Regions from separate parts of the Mus musculus genome. Here regions 1, 3, 4, 5 and 6 are each linked to region 2. Evidence: chromatin contacts called from public ChIA-PET, Micro-C and promoter capture Hi-C data. All regions are on one chromosome and are shown on one strand. The core of a region is the stretch at or near the end of the contact, and the rest is flanking DNA. Distances in the headings are between cores, read along the strand shown. Region 1 overlaps Tfdp2 (transcription factor Dp 2). Region 2 holds the start of Pxylp1 (2-phosphoxylose phosphatase 1). Region 3 overlaps Xrn1 (5'-3' exoribonuclease 1). Region 4 holds the start of Atp1b3 (ATPase, Na+/K+ transporting, beta 3 polypeptide). Region 5 holds the start of Gk5 (glycerol kinase 5 (putative)). Region 6 has its middle 34 kb from the start of Atp1b3.

Region 1 (3,334 bases), core at 6-2,505, 660 kb before region 2:
TTTGTGGATTTGTTTGCTGCTTACGCTGCAGAAACGGCATGAAGAACAGTGTTAAAACCTAACAGTAATAACCCTCTACTGTGAACATGTGATTTTTGTTGTGGTTTGGTTTTTTTTTAAACTATTATTTTTATAAAATAAGAAAAATGTAAATGACTCTTCTGAAGTTATATGTATTTAATATTAATCATGGGATGAATATATTTTAAAAATGTCTGTCATTTTTGCTTTCTTTTCGAAGTAGGACTGACTAAAGTTTTGTTTTCTCTTTGTAGCAGAAGTGCTTGCTTATGATGTTGGGTGGGCGTCTTAGTAACGACAGCACACATCAACAGATGCTCAGTTGCCTAAATGTTTAACGTTATATTTGTGAGTAGTACAGGGGAGCCATGATATGGCTGTTGGTTGCAGTGGGGGTTTTTGTTTGTTTGTTTAAAGCTAACTAAACTTAAATCTCAGTGCAAAGTATCCACACCATTACATAGACTTGAGAAGCTAGTTTCATCTCAGTGTCAATTTCTGTCATAAAATTTTGATTTTAGGTGCCATTTATCTATTATTCAGAATTACTGGGCTGTGTTAAATGTATATAGAAATGTTTTGGTAAAAAGCAAGTTCACTTAGTAAAGGATTTTAACCACTGACTAATGAAACCATTAGCTCTTAAACTATTCAATTGTAATGGACTAAGTATGTGCTTATGAAGGATATATAATGTAAAACATTACATAGTTTTTTAAAATAGTCCATTGTGAGTCTAGAGAGATGGCTCAGCAGTTAAGAGAACTAGCTGCTCTTCTAGAACTCTTGGGTGTGATTTCCAGCACCCACATGGCAGCTTACAACTGTCTGTAACAACAGTTTCAAAGGCTCTCATACTCTCTTCTTGCCTCTGTGGGCACCAGGCACAAATGGTTCATAGATGTACATACAGGCAAAATATCCATACATATAAAATAATAACAAAAACTTATTAAAGCCAAGTCTACAAAGTTTTAAAACTTTACATTTAAACCTTAAAATTCTTTCAAATTACTGAAGAACTGATTTGCAGCACAGTGATGTTCATTGTTGTATTGTATACTTCTAATTTGTTACATACTTCTAATTTGTTACATTCCTATGACTGCTTTCTCATTGCTACCTCACAGCGAATCTTCCTAGTTCATATTCATGGTCTCTCTACCTTCTACTCCCTCTGTCTGTCTGTTGGTCTGTCCTCCCTCCTCTCTCTGGGACCCTCTCACTGGGATTAGACGTTCCACCCTATTCTCCTATTCTCTTCTACCCAGCTAGTTGGCTTATCCTTTTATTAACCAATCAGAGATGATAGAAAACAATTTTTACATAACACTGAGACCAGAGATGCTTGACCTTGCAACCAGATGTCTGGGCATAGAAATCAGCATCTGAATACACAGTGCACAAAACCATCCCCCAACCTTATGTTATGGATTAGAATAGTTTGTTTCAGAGGAGGGGCTGTTCAGGGAATTGAACCCAGAGATTTTGACGTGTAAATTAAAACCTGCTGAGCTATACACCAGCACAGATTAATACTAAATTAAATCTACTCAGTACATAGACTCATGCACACACACAACATACCATAAAAGTAAGAATTTGTTAACTAGCATGATTGTAGTGATTATTTAATAATGTAGACATGGACTGGGCCGTGGTAGTACGTGCCTTTAATCCCAGCTCTTGGGAGGTAGAGACAGGTGGGTCTCTTGAGTTTGACATTAGTCTGGTCTACAGGACAGTCAGGGCTACAAAGAGAAACCTTGTCTCAAAAAACCAGTGATGATGATGGTGGTAGTGGTGGTGGTGGTGGGCTGGAGAGATGGCTCAGTGGTTGCTCTCCAGAAGCCCCAGATTCAGTTCTCAGCACCCATATGGTAGTTCACAACTGTCTGTAACTACATTTCTTGGGGGATCTGATGCCCTCATAAAGACATACATGTAGGCAAAACACCATTACACATAAATAAAAAACTTATAAAAACAATGTAGACATGTATCAAAATATCAAGATAATGATCAATAGTTTGAGACCATATGAGTTTTATTACAGTAAACTTTTAAATGTATCTTTGAAAAGAAGTTTTGAGGTACCAAATTACAAATTTGAAATGTTGAAAGTTTACAGAATATTCCAAGTTTGTAATATTGTAAGACTACAACTCTTTAGTGTATAAAACCATAATGTATAGTAATGAGTCCATGTATTATAACTTGCTTTGAGTTAAGTTGTTTTTGTACATTTGTTTTGTTGTTGTTGTTGTTGTTGTTGTTTCTTCTACACAAGGTTTCTTTGTGTAATCCTGGCTGTCCTGTAGACCAGGACTCAGATATTGAGCTAAATAAAAAAAATATTTTGTGTGTATATGGTGTGGGGGACTATCTGCATGCCAGGGTGTACTTGGAAAGGTCAGAGGGCAACTTGGTGAAATTTTTCCTTTTTTACCTTTATGTGGGTTTGAGTTTGAACTCAGATCTTCAGTCTGGCTCAGCAAGCACTTTATCTACTGAGCCATCTTAATGGCTTGTGTGCCATGTTTTCAAAATGGGGATTCCCCTAGGCTCTGAAGCAAATTTTAAAATTCTGATGGAAATCAAGAGTAGTCATGCATTCCTGTAATTTCAGCGTTCTCAAGATAGAGGATGGAGGATCAGAAGACTAATCCTCAGCTATACAGTTTGAGGCCAGCCCGGGGTATGTGAGGCTCTGTATCCAAAACAAAAAACAAATATTTCTTATGATACTGGCATTTTCATCTAAGATTCCAGGTAGCCGTGTAAAATATTATATTAAGTGAAATAAACCATCTGAAGGGAGATTATAAACTTACTTGCTGTAGAGATTACTGAGACAAACTAATAAAAAGTGAATGTTGACACAGATTGAAGAATGTGTGCCGTGTACTGTGCCGTGTACTGTGCATACTCATCCCCTTGGGTCTTCCTCACAACCAGAATTAGTAAGGACTGGAAGCACATTCTACTTTGCCAATTTGTAACTTGAATGGCTTGACTAAGGCACACAGCAGTGGGTTCTGTAATCCAGTGTGGACCCAGATAAATGACTTGAGGCTGCTGTCCTTGTACTTAGGGTATTTGTGGTACTTATGTGGTAGTTCTTAAAATCATTGTGGGAATGATTAAGAGCATGAGAAATTAAGGACAGCAATGAGGATGTAGTTTTATACTCTTCTTTTTATAGTGCTAGAGAGCAAATTAGGGCATTGCACATGCTAGGCAAGTGTTCTGCTGCTGAGCCAAGCCCCCAGCCCTAGGGATGGAAGTGTGATTTATCTGTTGGCAGCTGCGT
Region 2 (3,288 bases), core at 509-3,008:
GGACTCCTGAGAGCAGCCTATCACTGTGAGGACAGGAAGATTCATACAGGAAATTGAGAACACTCAGAAGGGCCCTACTGAGCCCCACTGTGTTCTTGGCTAATTACTTATCTATTCAATAGAAAAGGAATATTGAACTAATCACTACCAGAGCCATCAAAGAGAAACCACAGAGACAGGGCAGTCCTACAGCCCAGAGTGCTGTGCTCCAGGCGGTCCACGCTGCCACGGGTTCCCATCTGCAGCCTCCCAAGGTATCTGTGAGGGCAGGCTGGCCCAGAGCCAATCCTAAAAGAGAAATACCCTTTATATGTTCTTTCTCTGACTAGGCAATTAATTTAATCTAAGATTTAATGAAAGACCCCAGAAGGGAAGGGGTGAACGCACACGCTGGGCTGTCACCATGCCATCTCCACTTCTCTCCGGGGACCATGAGGCTTTCCAAGCCATCTGCTTTAAATCCTCTTCCCACAGATGTCACCACAGGGCACCAACACCTCTGAGGAGGGGGCTGGTGCCAAGCCCGACCGACAGTTCCAGAGGGTAGGCTGGGCTCATCACTGTCTAGTCCATAGTCAGGGTCCAGCCTGGGACTTGCCGCAAAGAGCAACAAATGTCCCTAAGCCATGGAACTCTCCCAGAGCCCCTCCTTGATCACTCACTCATCCCACATTTCCCTATCCACACCAGATCTGATCCAGATTCCTAACTGGTTTTTACCTGTTGAATGTTTAGGAAGCATCCTTGCCTTTCCACAAAGACACGGGCCCACCCTAGAGGGGACAGTTACGTTCCCAGAGCTGTGGTGAGAGAGTGGGGATGTGGCTCCATTTCCCCAGCATAGCTAAATCTTCCCCGATCCACAGGTACTACTGACAGCCAGTCACAGCAGCAAAGAAAACCTGCTCCATATTTGTGGGTAGCAAAGCCGGCTTCTTTTTAAGAAATCGCAACCTATCCAAGTTCACCAAGCAAAAGCAAGCAAAGAAGTAACCACACTGTCCTAAACAGAACACTGAGCAAGCATAACCTGCACGCGTGAAGTGGCCCTGGGCTGGGCCCAGGGTTCCTGCGCCGCAGGCAGCAGGTAGCTGGCGAAGCACCAGCCCCACCCCCGGGGCAGGCCCTGAAGTTGCAGCCCCTTTTTACCTGGACACTGCAGCTATGGGACAGCCGGGAGAAGGGGGACCCCGGAGCTCAGATTCCCGCTGAGTCGTTCAGCAGGAGCGCCTAGGCAGAATGGGACCCCGCTGGGGTGGCGGCGGGGACCGTAGGAGCAGAGCTGGGAGGGAGAGGCGAGCGGCAGGCAACCAGGAGGAGGTAGGCGTGGGAGGGCTTGAGGGAGAAAAGGGGGTGTGCGGGCAGGCTTCTAGGGTGCAGGGCTGAGAAAGGGGAGACGGATCGGAGGGCAGGGACCCCTCTCCAACGCGGGGAGGGTATGGGGAGAGGTGGCAACTGGGGAGCGCGTAGATAAGGGAAAGAGCTTGGTGGCAGGGCTCACACCCGCTGCTTGGAAGCCCGCCCCTGCCTCCGGATCTTGGCATCGCGGACACCTCTCCGGGGTCGCCCCCCAAGACCCTAGACACAAGCCCGCCTTGCGAGAAGCCTCACAACCGCTGGGACCCGGCGCGCACCACACTCACCGCCTACGGTCCCGGCCTCCGTCGCTGTGCGTAGGGATCTCCACCCGCAGCCAGCTCCTCCTGGCGGGAGTGCAGGCGGCGGTGGCGCGCGCAGGCCGCCAAACTCGGGGTTCCGCAGCGCCCCCTACCGGGACCGCCGGGTCCCTGCCCGGCCCGACGCGCTCAGGGCGCCCTGGAGCTCCGCCCCGCAGGCGGCCGTGCGGGACCAGCAGGCTGCGGCGACCCGCATCCCGGGCCTTGGAGGCACACATGGCCTGGAGTGTCCAAACAGTCATCCAGACAGGCTCCGGTCGCGCCGTCCGGGTCCGGGAAAGCGCGCGCACTCGGAGCGCACAGGGCCTATGCTCCTCCCTATGCCGGACTTAGGACCCGGGAGGGTGCCATGGCCCCAGGACACTGCCCTGGACCCGTCCCAGCCTTGGCTAGGGTGCTTTGTGACTGCGTGCCTAACTCCGCGCCGCGGATCTAGCTGCGGATGTGGGTCCTGCGGTGCCTCGTGGACTCAAAACTGGCATATCCTAGCCACCGTGCCACCTCCACCCAAGCGCCTGTCCCGCGCTTCTCTTCCGGCGCGGGCCACATCCGGCCTGTGTCTACTCTAGACCTGGCAGTAGTTTTGTCCCTAAAGGCCTGCAGGCATCCACCCTTGAGAGGTCGTGGCTGTGTCACGGGGGCGTTTCTGCATGACCCCAGGGCTGCCAGCCAAAGACCCGCGCAGCACTCGTTCTATAAAGCTGTGTTTGTGGGTCTTTTGTTGTTGTTGTTTCAAATGCTGTAAAAAAGGATCTCACCAACCACAATTGTGAGATTGCCTTTGTTGTCAGTTCTGGGACTACAGTGACACCCTTGTGCCTCTCTCAACTGCAAAAGAGGTGCGGTTTTGAGGGTAGCGCATCACTTGATTTTCCCTAACTCATTCGATAGTGACTAAATCAAAACACTTTATATTTTATCCATATTTTTACCTCCAATTTCTCCCCTCAAATCAGCTAGATTCTACTTCCCTAGCCTGCATTCCATTTACCCCCATGGTCCAGCCATCTGGAATGCCTTCTCTGTTCAATGCCTTGATGGCCAGCTGGCACTTGCCTGAGGACACTAGTTACTATCCCTCTCACCCAATTACCCAGGCTCAACACCACCTTCAGCCTGCTTATCCCTTCAGTACTAGCGACAGCTTTCTCCAATACGTGAGCATGAAATCTCACTCCCCGTTAAATTCCTACTTGGGCTGGCCCTCAAGGACCACCACAGTCCAGGCATCCTATCCAACACAGACTCTTCCTTCTCGCCACGGACTCTTGACAGTTCTGCTCTAATTCCAAGTTCCACTCCTTCACAAGTCACACAGGCTGCAGATGACAGACAACTCCATCCACACTAGCCCAAAGCAAAATACATACATACATACATACATACATACATACATACATACATACATACATACATCAGAAAAGGGGGTTAGGGCAGGGCTTGTCAGCTTCAGGCCTGGAACTTGACCCCAGATGCTCAGCTTTGCTTTCTCTCAAGTCTACTACCCTTTCAGGAACACGGGAGTCTCCAGCCGACGCAGGCTCGCAACTCTGCCTCCACCACAAACCCAGCCTCTCTCTGCAAACTACCCAGGCCTGATTTTGTTCTGGAT
Region 3 (3,055 bases), core at 299-2,798, 930 kb before region 2:
TGCAAAATGAGTTCAAGAACAGTTTGAGTAACTCAGGCTATTTTACAGTAAAACCTTTCAGAGCAGCGTGACGTTCTAAGGTTTAATTCCTCAGCACCACAGAAAAAGGGGAGAGAGAGGCAGAGGCTGGGATTGTGGCTCAGATACAGCACTTGCACAACATAAAGGTGCAGAGTTTAATGTCCCAAAACTGCTGGGGGCAAAACAAGTTTTTATTAGTACATGTTTATTATGAATGATGCATGTGTGGGATGTGGGAGCCTGTCAGGGTGCATACTGTAAAGGCTAGAGGACAATGCTCAGGAGTGAGGTTTTCCCTTCTACTGTGGCTTCCGTGAATCTAACTTGGATTGTCAGGCATGAGCCATTTTATAGGCCAAATTAACTAGGTTTTGACTAGGGCCAAAAGATCATTCAGACAGGAGACAAGAGGCAGGAAGTATGAACAAGAACAGAGCAATAAGAGTGCGGGAAGGGGCTCAGCGAACACAGCTGAGAGACTGCCTCAGCAGAAGCCTACAGCCATGCACTGTATAGATGTCTCCAAGTCTCTAGCACTAAGCCACAAGTAGGATCTCAAAAGCCCCGAAGTCCTATATAAAAGCTGGACTTCCTTTTCTAAGAAGCATCACTATCGGGACTGTTAAAAATGGCTAATGAACTATTCAAGTCTAGCCTCCTTGTGACCCAGTTGTGAGGCTAGTTGTTTAAGCTGGTCTTCTGTAGAAGTAGGTTCCAACAGATGTGCTGGCAGAGTGAATCTTCCTTCTTCCAGTGTCCTTATGTAGGCCTCCAGCAGAAGGTGTGGCCCAGATTAAAGGTGCGTACCCACGCCTAGATCTGGAATTTGCTTTGTTCCAGGCTGACCTTGAATTTAGTAACCTGCTTGCCTCAGTCTCCTGGAATTAAAGGCCTATACTACCTTGCCTGGACCTAAGCTTTTCATGGCCACTGTGCCTCAAGATCTCCACATCAAGATCTAAGTCAAAAACCTGTGTCTTCCAACCTCAAGATCTGGGTCACAGGTGTGCCCTCCATTTCTAGATTGTAGCTCGTTCCAGATGTAGTCACATTGATAACCAGGAATAGCCATCACAATCCCTAAAATATTTTTCTACGCTAGACTGGCTATTTCTCAGTGTGTTCCCCAAGTTACTTACTGTTTGAGTCTCGCCCGGGCTAACTTGGTCTATCAGTCTGTCCTCAGGGGGCACTTCTCTTGGCCGCATGCTTCTGGTCAATTCCGTCTAATGGAGACCCCCTGCCCTTTCTGTCTTTTCTTTGTGTGTTCTCTCTGAGTGTGTTCGTTCTCTCTCTCACTCTCTCTCTCTCTCTTTCTCTCTCTCTCTCTCTCTCCCCTGCCCCCCCCACCTTTGACCGCAGCTGGAGAACCGAAGCCCCACCTACCTCTTTTCTCCCCAGTAAAATTGACTGTCAGCCACTTTTATTTCACCAGTTAGAGAATGAAACGAGCAAAGTGTACACAACATCATTTGGTGTGCATGAGAAAATGCTTGTTGGCTAGTATTTAGTGTTTGACTACAAAGTAGCAGCAGACCAACCTCCAGCAAGCCTCCAACCACATCTGCTGCTCTGCAGACATTCTTCTCACAGTACCCACACTTGACTTACTTCAAGTACCTTTTGTCTTTCTGGCTGATAAATTATTTTAACTCTGGTTCAGTCTCACTCATCAGGGAATTCTCTTCTGTTGTGGACAGCAAGGACCCAGATGTCCTCAAGATTCTGAGAACTCTTCAGGCTACACTGCTGACAGAGGCCACACTGGTGGCCTATTCTGCTGACAGTTACATCCCATTTCATTGTAGATGAGCTTCTGGTGTGGTTTTAGAGCCAGTATCATCACCCTAAGAAGGGAGGAGATCACAGTTGTGGTCAGGGTGTAGTTCCGTGGCACAGCACTTGACTAATATGCATGAAGCCCTGGGATAACTGTTGTCTAATGTGCAGAAAGTCTTTCTTTTTAAAAATCCACTAGTACAAGCCTATTCACTCCTTAGTAGAAAATTGTGCTTATCTGAGGTTGCCTATAAGATGGATGTTCAGAAAGGAAAGAAGGTAAACACATACTTTTGACCTGTCTTCTTTACAAAGATCATAAAACTAGCATCATAAATTCTTAGAGCTGAACAGCTCTTTGACCTAGTACAATGCTATAAAATAGCTAAGCCATTGAGACTAGAGGACTCCAGTAAAAAATGCTTGCTGTTCTTGCAGAAGACTGGCATCAATTCCCAGTACCAGATCCTCAGGAGGCTCACAGCCACCTGTAACTCCAGTTCCACATGACCTGAGGTCCTCTTCTGGCTTCCATGGGCACTTCCATGAGTGCACACGCGCGTGCACACACACACACACACATTTTGAATTATTTTTAAATCTTAAAAATGATAGCTGAATTTTGTTAAATATTTATTATGAACTAAAATTTTAAAATCTTTTATATGCTTGTGCTCACTCATTTAACATAGCAATCATAGTATTTTGCACTTTTTGAGATGGGATCTCATGTAACACAGACTGGCCTTGAAATTGCTATATACCAAAGGATAACTTTAAACTCTTAATCCTGTCTTCAACTCCTAAATAGTGGAACTACTGGGCTTTACCACCAGCCTCACTGTAGGTAGCCCCATAGAATTTCTACTTGGTCTTTGTAACTGAAGCCTGAGAAAATTGAGCCACAAATACATAGTCAAGTTGTTACAGAGCCTCTGAAGTAAGAGAGCTGTATCTGAAACAACTTTTCTTGTTGGTCTTCCTGTGTGAAACATTTTATACATTCTCTTTCTCTACTAGAACCACAGACCTTCTGCCTGTCTCCCAAATATTAGGACTATGGGCATGGAGTACCCTACTCAGCCATCCTATAAGTCTAATATAGATTTGAAACAATACATTCTCACATAGCCATTTTAGTATTTATTTGTTTATGATTTGAGACTTTCCTTGCCCTAGATCATCAAAATATTCTTCCTCAAAATACCTCCTCTCTCTGCTCTCTTAAGTCACCTGTTCTTGTCTCTTCTCATGA
Region 4 (3,476 bases), core at 912-3,411, 530 kb before region 2:
ATTTAGTTTGTCTTCCTCTCACACACATTCTTAATGTCTCTGTGCGGGGTGGGATCTTCTGCACTGGTTTAGGATTACTATAATGAACTCAAAATTTACTATGTGAGCACAAGGATAAGTACTGATTCTATAAAGAGGTCTTGCTTAGTTCTTCCTAGGCTAACCTCAACTTTATCCTTACTCCCACTTTGTACAGGTTCTCTGCTTAAATGCATATTACCAAGGAAACCTATATCCTAACACAAAGGTTAAAACAGCACTGTTGGAGCTGCCATGATGGTCCACTCATGTAAGTGACTGAGGCAAGAGGGCCACCAACAATTAGTTAATCAGAGGTCAGTCGAGGCCACAGGAAGATCCTGCAGGAGAAGCCCTACCGTCGAAGTAAAGATAATGGACTCTAGAAGTGAGAAGGCAAGAGAGAAAGGCAAAAGGCAGCTTACAAAAATGAACCTCTCTCCACCACCCAAAAATCTCTTCAGTTCAAAGTGCTCTCTGGAAACAAGCAATTATCTTCATCCTTCTCCCTTTAACCGCGGTGGAAGATTTATTTCTTGAGCACATACAGAGCTCTCAAGAAAAGACAGCAATTTAAATAAAAATTGTGCATGATTACTGGGCAGTCAGGCAAGGCATACGTAAAATAATACAACCACTGGACTGGGATTAAAGGAGACTGGGCTCTTTTCTTGGCCCCATGGAATATGTAATTTTACAAAGAATCACAACCTCTGGGTTTCATTTCTGAACTAGAGGTTGGAATTTAAGAAAACAAAACAAAACCCCCCAAACCTTCCATGGCTCCTTTCAGCTTGTGATAGAGTGTCAAAGAGCCTTGCACCCTAGAGGAGCTCACTTCAGTGAACAAGTCATTTTGTGAGCCATATCTCACTTATGGTCTTCAATGCTTCTCTTAAAAATGCCATGCCCCAACGGCTCTCAGCTCTAAAAATCCATTCTTACTCAGAATGGAAAAAAAAAAATCTGTCCTTACCCATTAACAAAATACTCTTAAAAAAGGATTTCAAAAAGGTAAAATTGTCTAAATAGAAAGGCAATAAATGGAATACACTTGTCCACCTTCACTAACATTTTTTTTGACCCCTCACCTTAAAAGCAGCACAAAACCCAGAAGACCGATCAACTCGGATTCACTATTTCGTTTTAAAACAATGAGTTCGCACAGAGAAAATCTGTTAACATTCAACCACCACTCGGATGTTTTGAAGGTACGGGAGGAGGGGGTGTTTAATAGGACCGTCTTTCCCCAAAGCAAAATCTGCAAGGCAGAAAAGCGCTGTGATCTCCGAGGAGGAGGAGAAGGAGGAGGAGGAAGAAGCCCTCTCGGAGCCGGCCTTTCTCAGTCGGAATTCAAGTGCTTTTTCGCGGACAATGTGCCCCAGTGATTAACTCCCCGTCACACGTCCCTGCAACCCACACACGCCCGGAGCTCGCCCGCACTGTCCCGGCCGTCTGGGTGGCAGCGCCGCCGAGTCACAAGATAGCGGGCAGTGGAAATTTCCTCTCCCCAGGCAGGCGAGGGGCAGGTCCGGCTTCCCCAGTCCGCGCGGCCCGCGCCTCCAGGGCGCGCGCCCTACAAAGGAGGCCCGGCCCGGCCGGCCGGTCCCGCTTCCGGCGCCGCTCGCGGCGGGAACCGGCAGCACGTGTGCCCCGCTCGGGCTGGCCAAGCGGCCGCCCAGCCTCGGAGCCGGACCGCCGGGCCGCCCGCAATGAATGGGGCCGTCCGCCGCGCCGCCCGCCCCGCCGCGCGCTCACCCCAGCTCTTGGAGGTGCGCCCCAGAAACTCTCCGCTGCTCGGGTTGTAGATGAACAGCTTCCACTCGGCCAGGCTCTGGTGGAAGGATTTCTTCTCAGTCTTCGTCATGATGGGCGTGTGGAAGTCGAGGTGAACGGAGGCCGCGGGGCTGGAGGCGACGAGGGGCTCGGCGGCGCGTCCTGGCGACGGCGGCGGCGCAGCCCAGCGACAACAGCGGAGGACGGCACGGCCGGGAACAACTCTTCGTTACGAGACCACTAGAGCCGACTGCGCCGCGCCGCGCCGGGCGGCCGCAGGGGCCCCGGGAGCCTGACGTCTCCGCCCGCCGCAGCCAATCCCCGCGCCGCTGGCGCGCACCGCGGCCGCTGCCTCCCGCCCGGCTGGGCGCGGCCCAAAGGCCCAGAGCCGCCCGGATGACCCCGCCCCCGACAACACGCCACGCCCACATCTCCAAGGTCCGCCCTTGACGCCAGAGCCACGCCCCCAGCCAAGCCACGCCCCAGCCGGGCTACTTGCCCCTGTAGCCCCCGCCCAGGTGCGAGGAAGCCAGCGCGGCGGGGCTGCGGGCGGAAGTCTGCCGGGCACACTGACCGGCAGGGTGGTGGCCCGAGGAAGGTGGGCGTAGGAGGCTACAGCGCTCTCCACTGGAAGCCCAGGCCGTGGCTGGGCTTAGTGGAAGCCCAGCCTGAGACTTAGTGGTCAAAGCCTGGAGCACATACTTGGCCCCGGAGCCTTCTGCAATACGCCGTGGCGCGTTCTCCTTGGGGCTCTGTGACGTCTTTAAACGGCACCTGCTGCAGGGCCTCGGGCAGCGTTTGTAGCGTCTAGTGTGGACTAGCTGCTTTTGGGTTGCCTGAGGGTCATGGCAGTTTTATTCTAAATATGCTATCGTTAACCAAATGGAGTACAGTATACTTTTTCTCCAGATTCAGTCGAGCATATCAATGAAATCAATATAAATATTTTCCCAAGATTTCCGCTCACTAAAGCCTTGCTTTTTTTTTTTTTTTTCTTTTCTGGCTCGGTCACTCCAATTGTTAACTACAATACTTGATGGAGTACAAGGTTAAGGTTGTTAGAGTTAGGGATAGATGCCTGAACCACTCGGCTGGTGTTTTCTTTGCCACTGGTGGCCGCTACGCCTAGGCGGAGCCAGGAATTCAGGCTGCATTCTGAAATTCTGAAACACCATAAATGGGATTTTAAAAGACTCAAAATGGAAGTTTGAACAGAAGGTGAGGTTATTTTGATTTTTTGTTTTTGTTTCCGGAAAAGAGATGTTAAATAACCTCTGTTAAATAGCAATAATGAATGAATAAATGCAATCCCATTTTGTTTGCAATAATTTCATTAACCACGCCCACCCATACGTTTATGACTATCCAAAATCCAGTTTGGTTTTGTTTGTGACAGAATCTTGCTGTGTAGCTTCAGCTGACTTGACATTGTGTATCCCACACTCTTGTCCTCCTGCCTCGACTTCCTGGGTACTGAGATCACAGGCATGTGCTACCATGCCTGATTTACAGGGGATTTTTGTTTGTTTTCAACTGTTGTTTTTCTGGGGTTAGGGTTATTGGGAGAGGAGGGAACCAAGGACCATGCACATGACAAGCATGTCACCAACTGAACTACATCCTCCGCCCTCCAGTTATTTGTTTGTTTTCCAAGACAGGGTTTCTCTGTGTTGCCCTGGCTG
Region 5 (3,039 bases), core at 86-2,585, 770 kb before region 2:
GCTGCCAGCAGGCCCTACAAGTTTCTAAGCTTGCCTGGACCTACAACCAATTCTTTAAAGTTTCTTTCCCTCAGGAACTGGGAGAGATAGCTCCGTAGGTAATGTGCTTGCCAGTCAAACATGAGGACCAGAGTTTGGTGCCTATTCACGACAAGAGCATATAGAATCCTAGGGAGCCTTTGGTCCTAGTAAGAGATTGCCTTGAGGAACAAGGTCAAACTTCAGTTGTGGCTCTCAGGTTCTGGCTCTGCCTTCCCTCTGGTATTTGTACAGTTTCAGTTTCTCAAGAGAATCGGACAGCATAGGACTATTAGTCATGCATACAACGCTGGAAAGTCTCTCTCTCTCTCTCTTTCTCTCTCTCTCACACACACACACATTCATGCATGACCAATTGGTCACCAACGATATAGGGCAGACCTGTGCCAGATGGTGCAAATAGGCATTGCTGTGTAGAGACAGACTATTAAGAGAAGCCACAAACAAACAAAAATAAATATGGTGTTCACAGTCAAGCTTCAAGTGACAACCCAAATCCAACTTGGCAAATCTCTGGGAAGCAAGTAGGCTAACAGAGTAATATAAACAAGAAAATATTCCTTTAAGCTGATAAGCTACCCACAAAACATTCTCACGAAATTTAAACTTTGTGTCGCGGCAAAGGCCCTTTAGTGCCATACAAAACTTGGACATCTATTCATCGTTGTGTAATACATGCAAGCTTTTCTGGGAAGACTTCATGAGGAACCTCCTATACTTTTGAATGTCTTCCCACGGACTGGAAAGATGGCTCACTGGTTAAGAGCACTAGTTGCTCTTGCTGAAGACCGGGGTTTGGTTATCATTGCCTACATGGAAGCTTGCAATCGTCGGAGGTCCTCTTCTGACTTCTACATGCATCAGGCACATGTGGCTCACACACATAAATACAGGCAAAAAACTAAGTGAACATGAAAAAAAGTTTAAAATTTTTTCATCTCACTTGATTTTTCCTAACAGATATTCGTAAAAAAGTAATCTGGGCTAGAAGGGAACTAAAAAGTTTCAAAGTAACGGTCGCTGAACGGTGACATCCAGTACAGCGCTGCGGTAAACGCCATCTTTGCCAAATTCCCACGAGCTGCTCGGCGCGCTGCCCTGACGTCACGGTGCTAGGGGCGGAGCGTGGGGTAGCAAGGCTTCCCGAAGGGGCTGAACGAGGCGGGGCGGGGTCTTGTGAAGGGGCGGAGCCTAACTCGTCGAGGGGCGGGACAGGGCGCGGTGTAGGAGGGGCGGGGCCGCGAGCTCTCCGCCCGGGGTCTGGCGTTTATAGCTCCGCGCTGGCCGGCCCGTGGCGACTGCAGTGTTCGGGGTCGCGATGTCAGGGCAGCAGGAGCGTGCAGAGCGGCAGCGAGAGGAACTGAGCGCGTCGGCCTCGCCGCCCTCCCGCTTCGTGCTGGGGCTGGACGTGGGCAGCACGGTGATCCGCTGCCACGTCTATGACCAGACGGCGCGAGTGCGAGGCTCCAGCGCGCAGAAGGTGACTAGGCGCGGCGGGAGGGTCTCGGGATCTGACTGCACCCTAGCTCTTCCTGCACCTCTGGGGGGCTCGGGCCGGCGTGGCCCGGTGTCTGTCTCTCGCTTCCTGTCCCGCGGGACTCAGCGCTCTAGCTTTACCTGGGTGGAACCGAGGTGACTCTCGGGGCAGCGCGGGCAGATTGTGTATATGTGGACAGAAGGTGGTTAGTGATTTGCGTGGTTTTTCTGCACTTCCTCGTCGACCTTTTATGCCTTTTAGCTCTTCAGATTTTGATGGAATATAAAACTGTGGGTTTTTTTTTTTCGGTTGTGTTATTTAAACAATTCGTTGCATTTATTATTTGTGTATCTGTGTGTGCTCGCGTGCTATATGGCACACATTTAGGAGTCAGAGGACAACTTTCTTGGGCATCGGTTTTCTCCTTCCACCATGTTGGCCCGGTCCCTAGGATTGAACTCAGGTCTTCAGGCTTGGCAGAAGTACTTTTACCGCCAAGCCACCTTACTGGTTGCGTTCGTAAAAGTGCTAGGTCCTCACATTAACATTTAACTTCCATGGATATTGGAGACACTGAGCACATTTTGAAAGCTTTGTTATCCTTATTTCTTTCCATCTTTGAGAATTCATTAAAAAGTATCTTCTGGCTTGAGAAGCCTGCCAAAGCATTGGTTGGTCTTTGTTAGCAAAGCCTTAAACCTCAGATGATACTAGTTAACAGCCAACCCCCATTTTAATAAAGCGCTAATTTCTATACAGTGGTCAATGCAGTTGATTGAGTGTAGTGTTCTTATTTACTCCTTTAAATACTAGCATTTTCTAATGTTTAAAATATTAGCGAAGGGATATGAGAGCCATTTAACTTCTTCCTTACAGCACTGGGCTCCCCCCTTTTTTCCCTGTGCTATCCTACATCGACTAGGGTAAAAGTTAAGTAGTGACTGCCTTAAGAATTTACTTTGAGGAAATAGACTAGACGTTCCCTTCAGGGATCTGAGCTAGGAGGTGAGTTGCAGCAACTGCGCTGCTCGCTCTCTCTCTGGCCAGCTGTGTCGGAACACTGCCCACCCACTCAGTCCATCCCTGTCCCAACCTTTAAGGACAGGTCTAAGGCACATACTGAGCTCTTGTCGTATTGCAAGTCTTTATCACAAACACAACGATACTTCTTAGTTTTTCTTACAATTCTAGTCACAAAGTACTTTTGCTGAAACGGTGCATTTTAAATTTTTTTTTTTTAATTAAGGAATGAGAGTTTGGTTCAGGAAGGAGATGGCTCAGCAGGTAAAGAGGACTTCCCAGTCCTCCCTCCTAAGCTTGGATCCCTGAGATGGACAGGGAGAAAGGAGAGCATAGGTTGCCCTCTGTCCTCGGCACTTTAAACTGGCACAAGTGTGCTCCCTACCCTGAAGTAAATATGAAATTTGATAAATTTTTAAGAAGTTGGTAGGCAATACAGCTGCATAGTTGTTGCACAATTTAAGGAAATTTGATTTTTAGAAAGTATTGGGGTTTGGTGGTAC
Region 6 (3,274 bases), core at 595-3,094, 560 kb before region 2:
TTGGTTTGTGGAGACAGGGTTTCTCTGTGTGGCCCTGGCAGGCCTGGAAGTCGCTCTGTAGACCAGGCTGGCCTCAAACTCAGAGATCCGCCTGCTTCAGTCTTTGGCCCCACTCACCTCTCCAAGCAACAAACACTCCGTCTCAGCAGCCAAACAGCAGGGTCATCTTCATTTTGCAGGAGGATGCTCTCAGCAAACCCACAGCCTCAAAAGGAGGTGCAGCACTAGAGTGTGTATGTCACAGTGTGCTCTGACTACTCTCAATGGTGGGATTCACTTTGCAGATAACTGTAGCGCAGCAGCTAAGCAGTTTGCCCAAGATTTCTAAGCAAACAAATGGAATAGCCAGTTCTCTACTTCTGTTCAAAATGGAAGCTGGCGCATGCTGTTTGTCTCATGACCCGACTGTGGGATGGCCTCCACGGAGGTGTTACTTTCAGTGCCAGGCATCCCCGCAAGGCTTGGATCCAAACACCTGAAGGAAACTACTTTGAATCCTAGTAGAGCCTTCTGGGTAGGACTAAGCACACAGATAGGTGCCTGCTCCAAAAAACAGAAAAAACCTGGAAGCCCAAGTAGTCAAAGGGGGATTACAGTAATTTTGTAACCAATATAAAACTTTCCAGCTCCTAGACCCACATAGAAAACAGCTTGGAACTCTTTTTAAAAGTACCCCCAATTTTTCCTTTCATTAGGAATATTACACTGTTTCAAAATACCACGATTCAATCAACTAACGGACACCAAACCTTCTCCATCTCCTGTCCAGTTGGGCTAAGTGCTGGGCTCAGTGACTGAAGTGCAAGCTGACTGGGTCATCCTTTTCTGTGGTCTGAGGGAACAGCCTGCAGAGGAGGCTGCTGGATCAATCATACCACGCCAGAGAGCGAAATGCACAGACAACATTGTGTATATCCTACATTCTGAGGAAAGCCTGGAGCAGATGCCAATTGGCCTATGGCTCCCATTCCCGGTCCACCTTATTATCCACAGAACACAGACTCAACTACCCTACACTCCTAAATCCACCTCATTACCCACAGGACATAGACCCAGCTCATTCTGCCTCCCAAAACATTTCCACAATAGATCCAGAGGGACATTTGGAATGACCTGTTCCTGAGCACCACCTCTGCCCATACCCAGCGCTGCCATCTGTGTAACCGAGCTAACTCCTAGGCCCTCTCTTGTTCCCTTTGGGTTAATGAACTCGAATAGGCTGTGTCCTTTCACTCAGTATGCTTCAAGTTAAGCAGGCACTCCTAAGTTCAGCAGATGAAAAAACAAAAAAACAAAACAACCTGAAGACTTGAGGTCAGCTGAAGTCACATGGCAGGACTGGACCAAGTCCAAAAACTGAACCAGAAAGAAAACCAGTTAAGACTTAGGATCTATGCCCCAAGTCTTCAAAATCCACCTCGAGATGACAGCTTTGCTCTCGGTTACAGATCTACTCTGCTTTAAACTTTTTAACTTTAGACGTTTTGTCACGTATGTGCATGGCGTCTGAGGAGACCAGAAGAGGATAGAAGGATGCCCTCTGGCAGTGGAGTTGTGAACCACTTTGTGGGTGGTTCTGGGAGGTCCCCGCTGCTCTCTGCTGCCTGTCTCTCCAGCTCCTGCACTCACTCACTAGCTCCGAGACTGCAGCCCCATGTATCTGGGGTCAAATCCCGTGCCTCATACATACTCGGCAAGCCCTGACCTAACATCCCCAGGCCTTAGGCTTTAGTTAAGTTCACAACTATTTAATGAAATGGTGCCTGAGCCAAACCTGCCGACTCAGGATCTGCCCTACTGTCGGCACCGCTCGGTTGCAGGCCTGCCGTTCCTACTCCGCAGACCAGGACAGCCTGGTCTCACAGAACTGTTGCTCAGGGTGATGTCTGGTACGTGTGCCAGGCTACAAATTATCCATCCTTACTTTACTTTCTCAATATGAACTGGGAAGCCGAGGCAGGATGGCTGTGGTGGCTTGAGTAATGGCCCCAGAGGCTCATATATATAAATGCTTAGTCGCCAGGGAGTGGCACTGAGAGGATCAGGTGTGGCCTTCTTAGAAGAAATTGTCACTGAGGGTGGACTTGGAGGTTTCAAAGGCCATGCCACTCCATGTTTCCTTCTGCCCGCAGATCAGGGTGTGACGTCACTGCTTCAGTGCCTGCCCGCTGCTTTCCACCAGAGCACCTCTGTAACTATAAGCAAGCTCCCAAATGAATGTTTTCTCTTGTAACAGCTGCCTTGACCATGGTGTCTCTTCCCAGCAACAGAACAGTGACTTAATCCAAGGCCATGTGAAACCACCCAGCAAAATCAAGAGACAGAAAAAGCACAAAGGAAAAGTCCAAGTCCAGGAAAGGTCACCTTTAAATTTTCAGGCATCACGGAGTTTTGTTGATGACAAAGTGGAGAATGTCCACCTCCAAAGTACAGCGGTGCCACCTGGCTGGCAAGGCCACCTAATTCCCTCAGCTTTCCCACATAGCCAACCTGAGACAGTTGGGTTCTTGCCCCACCAGGTCTGGCTTGCAGACCACTGAAAGCCTCAGAATGTGGCTCTGCACCATCCATGATAAAAAACAGCTCTTAGAAAAATGAGGATAGCCGGGCGGTGGTGGCGCACGCCTTTAATCCCAGCACTTGGGAGGCAGAGGAAGGCGGATTTCTGAGTTCAAGGCCAGCCTGGTCTACAAAGTAAGTTCCAGGACAGTGAGGGCTACACAGAGAAGAGAAACCCTGTCTCGGGGGGGGGGGGGGGGGGGGGGAATGAGGGGGCTGGAGAGATGGCTCAGTGGTTAAGAGCACTGTCTGCTCTTCCAGAGGTTCTGAGTTCAAATCCCAGCAACCACATGGTGGTTCACAACCATCTGTAATGAGATCTGATGCCCTCTTCTGGTGTGTCTGAAGACAGCTACAGTGTACTCATATACATAAGTAAACATAAAAAAAAAAGATAATAAATGAGAGATAAAACCATAAATGAGAAGCTGGAGACAGCTCAGTGGTTGAGCTCTCCATCCAAGGATGTAGGCTTAAGAGCAAGTACTTACATGACCGCTCACAACTGCCCTGAGTCACAGGGGGATTCAACACTTCTCTGGCCTCCACACTCACCGGGAGCTCAGGCAGCTCACATACATGCATGCTAACCAACCAAACCAAACCAAACCAAACCAACAAACAAAAAGCTTTCATTCAAACATACATACATACATACATACATACATACATACATACATACATACATACGTGTGAATGAAACCCATGGGTCAAA

Evidence for each region. Promoter capture Hi-C pulls out the DNA fragments that hold promoters and counts their contacts. A called contact is a pair of places that touch in the nucleus more often than the background predicts. ChIA-PET counts read pairs in DNA pulled down with a chosen protein or histone mark.
Region 1: a Micro-C map of embryonic stem cells shows a contact between it and region 2, with 3 times the contacts expected there. The contact joins the enhancer-like site here to the promoter of Pxylp1 in region 2. A contact is called at or near these places in 1 of 39 promoter capture datasets (3T3-L1-derived adipocytes) and 1 of 484 Hi-C or Micro-C datasets (embryonic stem cells).
Region 3: a contact with region 2 is called in a promoter capture Hi-C map of pre-B cells, with 2.4 times the contacts expected there. The contact joins the enhancer-like site here to the promoter of Pxylp1 in region 2. A contact is called at or near these places in 1 of 39 promoter capture datasets (pre-B cells), 1 of 484 Hi-C or Micro-C datasets (CD4 T cells), 1 of 115 datasets of contacts at active chromatin or transcription factors (thymic regulatory T cells) and 1 of 9 other capture datasets (adipose tissue).
Region 4: a contact with region 2 is called in an RNA polymerase II ChIA-PET map of memory CD8 T cells, with 52 read pairs. The contact joins the promoter of Atp1b3 here to the promoter of Pxylp1 in region 2. A contact is called at or near these places in 9 of 39 promoter capture datasets (the C10 cell line, embryonic stem cells, hematopoietic stem and progenitor cells and 5 more), 2 of 484 Hi-C or Micro-C datasets (embryonic stem cells and natural killer cells) and 3 of 115 datasets of contacts at active chromatin or transcription factors (effector CD8 T cells, embryonic stem cells and memory CD8 T cells).
Region 5: a promoter capture Hi-C map of pre-B cells shows a contact between it and region 2, with 2.6 times the contacts expected there. The contact joins the promoter of Gk5 here to the promoter of Pxylp1 in region 2. A contact is called at or near these places in 4 of 39 promoter capture datasets (the 3T3-L1 cell line, the C10 cell line, neutrophils and 1 more) and 1 of 484 Hi-C or Micro-C datasets (CD8 T cells).
Region 6: a contact with region 2 is called in a promoter capture Hi-C map of embryonic stem cells, with 5 times the contacts expected there. The contact joins the enhancer-like site here to the promoter of Pxylp1 in region 2. A contact is called at or near these places in 6 of 39 promoter capture datasets (the 3T3-L1 cell line, embryonic stem cells, hippocampal neurons and 3 more), 4 of 115 datasets of contacts at active chromatin or transcription factors (the SCID.adh cell line, craniofacial prominence, embryonic basal ganglia and 1 more) and 1 of 9 other capture datasets (embryonic stem cells).

What each region holds. Positions count from the first base shown.
Region 1 is chr9:96,229,081-96,232,414 of GRCm38.p6, forward strand. The region is part of intron 3 of Tfdp2 (transcription factor Dp 2); the gene reads left to right. Among named protein-coding and RNA genes, the nearest start is that of Tfdp2, 34 kb to the left of the region's middle. Within about 2 kb of position 1,256, at least 7 of the 459 cell types and tissues checked have an H3K27ac peak or open chromatin away from gene starts, as enhancers often do. A contact at or near this core is called in embryonic stem cells, where this site is marked.
Region 2 is chr9:96,887,716-96,891,003 of GRCm38.p6, forward strand. Pxylp1 (2-phosphoxylose phosphatase 1) reads right to left here and starts at 1,759. Exons shown (of 6, transcript NM_001289647.1): 1 at 1,644-1,759.
Region 3 is chr9:95,958,068-95,961,122 of GRCm38.p6, forward strand. All of the region lies in intron 1 of Xrn1 (5'-3' exoribonuclease 1), which reads left to right. It overlaps Gm16794 (a long non-coding RNA gene), which reads right to left. Exons shown (of 3, transcript XR_871036.3): 1 at 1-3,055. Among named protein-coding and RNA genes, the nearest start is that of Gm16794, 3.7 kb to the right of the region's middle. Within about 2 kb of position 1,549, at least 44 of the 459 cell types and tissues checked have an H3K27ac peak or open chromatin away from gene starts, as enhancers often do. A contact at or near this core is called in pre-B cells, where this site is marked.
Region 4 is chr9:96,362,270-96,365,745 of GRCm38.p6, forward strand. It overlaps Atp1b3 (ATPase, Na+/K+ transporting, beta 3 polypeptide), which reads right to left and starts at 2,162. Exons shown (of 7, transcript NM_007502.5): 1 at 1,777-2,162. The coding sequence starts at 1,885.
Region 5 is chr9:96,118,094-96,121,132 of GRCm38.p6, forward strand. It overlaps Gk5 (glycerol kinase 5 (putative)), which reads left to right and starts at 1,336. Exons shown (of 16, transcript NM_001368879.1): 1 at 1,336-1,519. The coding sequence starts at 1,358.
Region 6 is chr9:96,329,252-96,332,525 of GRCm38.p6, forward strand. No RefSeq gene overlaps it. Among named protein-coding and RNA genes, the nearest start is that of Atp1b3, 34 kb to the right of the region's middle. Within about 2 kb of position 1,845, at least 7 of the 459 cell types and tissues checked have an H3K27ac peak or open chromatin away from gene starts, as enhancers often do. A contact at or near this core is called in embryonic stem cells, where this site is marked.